Regions from separate parts of the Mus musculus genome. Here region 1 is linked to region 2. A link is a contact called in public promoter capture Hi-C data. All regions are on one chromosome and are shown on one strand. The core of a region is the stretch at or near the end of the contact, and the rest is flanking DNA. Distances in the headings are between cores, read along the strand shown.

The links. Promoter capture Hi-C pulls out the DNA fragments that hold promoters and counts their contacts.
Region 1: a promoter capture Hi-C map of the HPC-7 cell line shows a contact between it and region 2. The contact joins the promoter of Tigit here to the enhancer-like site in region 2. A contact is called at or near these places in 12 of 39 promoter capture datasets (the 3T3-L1 cell line, 3T3-L1-derived adipocytes, the C10 cell line and 9 more), 2 of 115 datasets of contacts at active chromatin or transcription factors (a colorectal cancer cell line and trophoblast stem cells) and 2 of 9 other capture datasets (liver and macrophages).

What each region holds. Positions count from the first base shown.
Region 1 is chr16:43,661,737-43,665,480 of GRCm38.p6, forward strand. It overlaps Tigit (T cell immunoreceptor with Ig and ITIM domains), which reads right to left and starts at 2,448. Exons shown (of 4, transcript NM_001146325.1): 1 at 2,288-2,448; 2 at 240-569. The coding sequence starts at 2,351.
Region 2 is chr16:42,178,709-42,182,579 of GRCm38.p6, forward strand. It overlaps Lsamp (limbic system-associated membrane protein), which reads left to right. Exons shown (of 7, transcript NM_001347236.1): 7 at 1-2,971. Among named protein-coding and RNA genes, the nearest start is that of Mir6540, 120 kb to the right of the region's middle. Within about 2 kb of position 1,528, at least 6 of the 459 cell types and tissues checked have an H3K27ac peak or open chromatin away from gene starts, as enhancers often do. A contact at or near this core is called in the HPC-7 cell line, where this site is marked.

The sequences.
Region 1 (3,744 bases), core at 1,198-3,697, 1.5 Mb after region 2:
CTGTGGTTGTGCATGGGAATCGGCTGGTTGTTTCTGGAACGTATCAGATCCTAGCTCTGCCCCCACAAGGTTCTACGTTCATCACTTTCAGTTGTTCTATCTTTACTATGCCCCGAAAGATCCTCTAATGAGTTCAAAGTGCTCCAAGATTGAGACACTCTACTTCCTAGAGTGTGTCAGGGTGGTGTTTCCTATGTGAGAGAAAGTGGCTCACTACCACCTTGCCTCAAAGGACATACCTGAGCTTTCTTGGACCTTCAGGAATATTCTCCCCTTGTAAATCCCACCAGGATACGTATGATAGGTACAGAAGTACTCTCCCGTGTCATTCATTGTCAGAGACTGGAAGGTGAGGCCTAGGCTGGGGCCTGGGACCACCCGATCACTGAAGACTGAAGCGACATGCCACCCCAGGTCAACACTATAAATGGCCAGAAGCTGGTCCTGCTGCTTCCAGTCGACTTGGGTCACTTCAGCTGTGTCAGAGGAGAAGTGACACTGTAAGATGACAGAGCCACCTTCCTCTGCAGAGATGTTCCTCTTTGTATCTATCGTGCCTGCTGTGGCTCCTATGGGTGAGGGAAAAGCACACGTGAGTCTCTGGCCAGCAGCTGCCCTTCAACCTTCCTGAAGAATCCCAGAGGGTTCAGAGTCCAGATCTGGCTCTAGGAACAGATGTCCACAGTCTGCAGTCTCTCCTGGTGCCCCCCATAGAGACCATCATTGATTTCCAGAGTTTTTCTTCCTCTGCCTGTCACTCGAGGCCTGAAGCCCCAGCCATGGTCCCTTTCCCATGGACTCTGTTCCCATCCTGCTCCCCATGGCTGCTTCTGAAGCTTGCTCCTGCCAACCTGCCTCATCCTCACCCATCAGTCAGAGCTGTGCTTCCTCCTTACCTGAGGACCCTAGCTTTAAGCCCTTCCTTTTCCCCTGCATGCGATGTATTATTAAATGTTGTCTTATTAGATGTCTGGCTTCTTACTACAAGGCTTCTAGCACTTTGTCCGCTCAGGATGTTCCGCTCGGCTTCCTGGCTAGGTGGCTGATTGCTTTCAATGAACTTATTTAACTTTCCCACTTAGACTATCAGCCCGACACCAACATATCTTGTACTTCTCTCTAGGTTCCAGCAGTCTAGCCTTGTGTCTAGCCCTATGTTTTGAAAATAGAACTGGGCTATTTGATTGGCATTTGGGATGTCAGGAAAATGAGAGAGAGAGAGAGAGAGAGAGAGAGAGAGAGAGAGAGAGAGAGAACACAGAGAAAGGAAACTTGAATCTACTTCTCAGCCAGAAGTAGCAGCATATATTTTTAATCCAAGTACATGGGAGGATGAGGCAGGAGGATCATAGTGCATTCCAGACCAGCCTTGGAAACATAGAAAGACCATGTATCTGTCAAAGAAACAAACTAAAGCAAAAGAGAGAGGGAAGGGGAAGAGAGGACAATGAGAAAGAGGGAAAGAAGGGAAAGGAGAAGTAATGGAAGGGAAGAGAAGGGGAGGGAAACATAGAAAATAGGAGGGGAGGGGAGGAGAGGGGAGGGGAGGGGAGGGGAGGAGAGGGGAGGGGAGGGGAGGGAAGGGGAGGGGAAGAAGGGAGAAGAAGGAAGGGGAGGGGAGAGGAAGGGAAGACAGTAGAGGAGAGGTAAGAGGGGAAGAAAGGCCTTCTCCTAGATGAAGCCAACTTCTTTGCTACCTACCAGCCTGCCCCACCTTGGCTCCTCTCTACCTTCAGTCTTATAAGTTCAGCCTTTAAACTAATTTGTAGTATAGTCTCTAAATATTTTGTTTCCTTCCCTCAGAAATGTTTATCTACAATTTGTAATAGAATAGAAACAACAGAATTTAGTCTCTCATATTAGTGGTAGACTATGAAAATCTGAGAAGCAGGTATTTCTGACCAACAGAGAACTAACTGGAACATTGTTCTAGGAGTTCCTCAGAAACAGAAAAGAAAATGGAGCAGGAGAGAAATGGGTTTCCAGGAGATTTCTTGGCTCCCAATCTTAGTCTATTCCCCAGCTTCCCTCTTGAACAGCTGTCCAGTCAGAGTCCCTAACCCAGAGGATCTATGAAGTCCTTCCTCTGCAATCCCAAACGTGTATGCATCCCTTTCTCAGCGATTGCCTCTTACCATGTGGTCACACAGAGCCTCAGAACCACATACATACACAGAAGCTGACATACATACAGGCCTAGGCATATACTTAGAGCTTTCTCTACCTGAGCATCCTGGTGTCTGTGCCAAGCTAGGTGTCTCTGCTCTGCTAGGTCTGCAAGCCTTACCTGTAGCGAGGAAGGCAGCCTGTATCAGCCCCTGGACCCAGACCAGGAGCAGCCAGCCATGCATGCTTCTAACCAGAGGCCTACAGCAAAGTGGATGTGGCCTCTCCTCCAACTGAAACTGGCTCACTGCAGCTGTAAGGTGAAACCAAGCTGGTGAAAAGAGGGTCTCGGAAAAACTGACTTAGGTAAGAGCAGTGTCAAACGTGTAATGTTTTCTTAACAAGTACACAAAGCCACATAGGGTGAGCCACAAGAAAGGCCATGAAGGAAACACACTGTAAAAACAAATAAAACATGTGGTTAGAGATACACGGGTCTTGGGCAACTCGTATATTGACTACTTGGGTAGCCAGCCGATCTGTTGTTTTTAAGTTCTCTTGATGCACTTTTTGAAACACCAACTTTTATCTAAAGCATTCAAGGGTAGGTGACGCACAGGATTCTGAAGAAGTATTTCTGATGAGTCAGTCCCCTCCCCTCCCCTGCCCTGCCCTGCCCTGCCCTGCCCTGCTGCTTCAAGTTCCTGCCACAGTAACAGACTGTAACCTGGCCCTGTGAGCTAAAATAAGCCCCCTCTCCTCTAAGTTACTTTTTGTCAGGGCAGCGGCAACAGAAACCAAACTAGGACATCATCTTTTCTTTCTCTCTCCTTCCCCTTCTCCCTCCATCCTTTCCTTCATTTAAAAGGTCCTACAAGCTCTGAAGAGACGAGGGTCGGCAAAGAATTGCTCAGCGCTCAAGAGTTGACCAAAGTTCGTCTCTGTAAAGCCACTGGGAGAGGAGATGGAGAGGACACCGTCAGCTATCGCCTGGGCTCTTGGCAGAGCTGTATTGGCCATGCCCCATGATGTACAGCCTGAAGATCTCTATTCTCACCAGGGGACATCCAAAGCCTCATGCCCTGCCCATCCCACCAGTGCACAAATGATTCTCAACAGCCAGGCCTCTGTCCCTCTCTTCTGTATGCAGGGTCCCTCTGTCTCTGATCAGCTTCCTCCCCATCCTGGGTTCTGTTCATTCACAAATCTACACAGTGACTCATGCACCCTAGGCCCCTCCTCTAGACCTGTAGACAGTGTTTGACTTACCAGCTTCTCCACAGCCTTCAAGGCTTACATAAAAAATACATCTCCACCACTTTTGTTGTTGTTGTTTTGTTTTTGAGGCAGGGCTTCTCTGGGAAGCCTTGACTGAGCTGGAACTCACTCTGTAGACAAGGTTGGCTTAAAAACTCAGAGATCTTCTTGCCCGCCTCTCTCTCCTGAGTGATGGGATTTAAGGCATGCACCACCACCAAAGCCAGCCTCTCCACCACTTTTTTAACATCTGAATGCCTTTTAGCCAAAGAAACAGTAAGATCCAATATGTATTCAGGGTAAAATGCTGGGGCTAGACATGATGAGAGTTGCCAAACTTGGTTACCTGGACAGAAAAACCACAGGGGCAAGGGCTGGTGG
Region 2 (3,871 bases), core at 278-2,777:
TAGATTTAGCATTCACGCCAGTGGAATGTTTATGGATATTGTAGAAAACTTATTTTTAAAATCCTGATTTCTCGTCAGCGCATTTGCATACTGTGCTGATTAATAAATTAGGCACCAATCATGTGTAAATCAATGTAAATCACTAGTTTATGTACATAATATAAACTATGTAAACTTCATTTTTCATGCAGAGCCCAAGTTCAGCTAAACCTATAAATCTTAAAGAAAAAGAAGTCAAAATAAGAAGAACAAAACCCAAAGCTCTTTGTAGGTCAGTGGACTTAGAAGCAAGCCTGACATGGTTACAAATGTGTTGCCTTAGCCAAAGGAAGCAGACACTCAGAACACTTAGACGCTCTTCTAGCCAAGGTCAGCTGGCTTTCTTTGCTCCTTCTCCCTCAGTGGAGATTCTCCAGCCTGACCCAACCAACCCTAGGCAAACGGAAAGAAAGAGGACTAGGATAGCAGGGACTCCTGGGCCTGGGTTACTGGTTTCTTGCCAGCTAATACATATTATATTGTGTCTTTATTTAAATCGCTCCAACAGATTCACCAGTACTTACATGAACAGATTATTACACACTCCCCATTTTTTGGACTGTTTTACACTTAACCAGACTCAGCAAATATCTTTGTCATCCTAATTTGAAATATGTTATATCCTTGAGAAATATTTTGCTGAATCTCCCTGTATCATTATTATCATCATCATTATTATTATTATCATCATTATCCCTGGCAGCCTTGTGGATCTACAGGCCAATGGATTAAAAGTAAGGTACAAAGTCATTTGAATGAAAATGTCACTCCCAGGTGTATCTGCTGATTTAACAGTGTCCCATAGACCTTTACTTTATTTAATCAGAACGACTGACAGACTCATCAAGAGAGATGATATGAATGTCATACCAGACTATTGTAGGAAGAGATTTCACACTGAGGCTTACATTCATCTACCAAGGACAAAGGGCATCTGTAACATGAAAGGTGTATCAGGATTGGAGCCAAGAAAATGGGGCTGTTGCTTTGGGTCTCGCCACACAAAAAGCTGTGAGATGCTGACACAGGCAAGTTAATTCCAGTTCCTGAGTTTTTAGTTTTCTCATCTGGAAAGTCAAGAATTCAAAGGACACTTCATGGTCTCTCCCACCTCTAAACCTTCTGATTCTGACTATGAATTAAAATTCATTAAATGCTGCCACCCACGAAGAGCTATTTGCTGGTCTCTGGTTTTCTCTAAACCCACCCCCCTCTGTCTCCACAACATAGCACCTTCTAGAACCACAGGGGCTCTGGACCAGTTCTGTATCTCTTTTCTGAGAAAATTTCTTAGAGATACAGAGGAAAGGCATTTTCATATTAAAGCGAGGGCACCAAAATAGCTGAGGTGGCTGCCTTGTTCGTAATATTGGGAAATGTAACAGTTGAACTGTAGCCTAATAGCCTTTCATGGGTAGGAAAATGGCCAGATCGGGCATTATGTACGTAACAAATGAGGAAGTTGCACATGTGAGAGGAAATATCAGCTTTCTCTTATCCTTGGCCAAGTGCTTCATTATGGTAAATGTGTGTCACTGGGCGTTGTCAGCTGGTCCCAAGCAAGTTCAAAAAAGGCTGTTTTGTGAAAAACAGGCAAGAGAAGGGGTTTCTTACAGACGTTTCTTGAGACTTGACTAATAAATAGACTGTGAGATTGACCAAGTGGTTACAGAGGGGCCTCTTTTTATTTTTTTATTTTTTTTAACAGCTTGAATTGGTATAGTTTAAAGCAGCCATGAGTGAAACAGGACAAAAAAGCCTATCTGGGAGGCAGGGTTAAAAGAGAGTGAGAGATGTAAAAGCTAAAACCAAATGTGAAAGTTAAGTTTCCGGAGCAGTAACGGAGGGATTGTTCTGTTGGGCCACATCCTGAGCCGACTCAGCGCAGGTCCACTTGTGAGTCCCACTCTGTCTTCACCATTCAGCTCAACACCTTGTCCGGTCACCTTTTTTTCATGAATCTTCCCAAAGAGCACAAAGAATAGGGCTCTCCTGGACACCGAGGAGCAGAGTTCACTCATCACCACCTCCGGCGTTAGGTATCACTGTTTATATGAGGATGCGCAGTGGGTTTACGGTACTCTGGACACTCTGTAAGGGGAGAGAGACCCGCCCACCCAACACCTCCCCAGTCCCATCGATCCTTCCTAGGCACAGCTTTTTGGATGGTGCTCGTGAGTCCACCCGACAGCTACATTCTTCCCAACACAACCCCCCCTGTGTAATATCTAGGCACGGTAAAAATCTGCTTCTTGCAATTGAAGAAAATCCACGGAGCTAGCTTCCTGGCGTACCACAGCAACCCTCGCCACCCGTCAGGAGCCTCTTTTGAACTCCCTTACCTAAGTCTTTGCTCTTCACCTGAGCATGAACACGGTTCATCCTGGTGAACTTCGGCCACGTTCTGCTCCATAAGTATTTGCTGGGGGGGGGGGGGGGGGGCTAAAGGGAGGAAATAAAAAGGGGAGGGAAGGATACCTCCCACTTCTCCCCAGCCCTGCTTCACCCTCCCTTTCCATTTGCTCTCCTGGAGGTTGTATAAATCCTGTTCTTGGTTAGACGTCTCCTCATTAACAGTGTTATATGCATATAAATATATATATAAAATATATTCCTTTTTTCCAGCCCTGTAGACATGAACTGATCTTCCCTTGACGATATAAAAACATGGCCATTTTCTGGTTCAGTTGATTTGTCGCTCAAGTTACTTTATTTTTGTTTATTGGGTGGATATTTTTTCCCTGAATACTAGCTCTGTGAAGGAAAGTAAAAAAGCGCAATGTGTGTAAAAAAAAATTAAAATTAAAGAAAAGCTTTTTTTTTTCTTTTTAAATGTATTTAAATTCTGGTTCTCTCTTCTGTTACTTTACACGTATGAATGCTCTGCTCTTCTGTGATCTTAAAACAAAATGAAATAAACGTGAAAAGGAGATGTGTCTTGGTTGACCTGAATCCACATGATCTTGCGGTTGGCTGCCCTGTTTCTCGAAGGCTCTGGTGAATGGCTTGGGAACCAGAGCCAATGATAGCAAACACCAAACATGGGAGAGGTAGACAAAATACTGGAAAATCGCTGCAAGCAAGGCTTTCTAACAGTGCTTCCTCTGCAGAAATGAATGCACTATTTACCATAATTGTCTTCCCTTAAGAGAAGAGGGAGAGACCCCTGATATTTTGTTTTCCTCTGTCTTCCTTTAGGGATAATGAGAAAAATATGAGTAGATTACCCAGAGGGAAGCGGCAGAGGAGGGAGGGGTCAAACAGCTCCTGAGTGAGAACTGGGGTTAGTCTTTGGGCTGTGACCTCAAGAGGGCATCTTGTCCTTTCATTAAAGTCTCCATGTCTAGAGTTCTCTTTCAGGGTTAGCTTGAATGAGACCCCCAAGTGACCTTCCAAAGTCATCTATTGTTTCTACTTATGAAAATACAGTGTGCTCTCCATCCTCAATTCAAGTGATAGTCACAGCATCTTCCCAGCATCCTTATAGCATTGCCTTGGGTCAAACAGAAGCTAGCAAGGGAAAAAGAAGAACTAGGCAGTTTACAGTTGAATAAAACCTAGGCTGGCTAATTGTTTATTGAAATGACCGAGAGAGTCCGTAGTTTGTTTTTCGGAGTTCAATCAGGTGAGAATGGATCCTAACTTTGCTCCTTCATGGGGCAATGAAGGAGTAAGCTCTTAAATGCTCAGCTCCCACAAAACGAAAAGGATCTCAGGAAAAAACAAAAACAAAAACTTGTCCTTCTGCCTTCTGGTTCAAGAAGGCAGCAGAGAGATGCAGTCTCTACATATTTAAATTTCATTTTTAAAAAAAAAATCATAAAATGTCCTC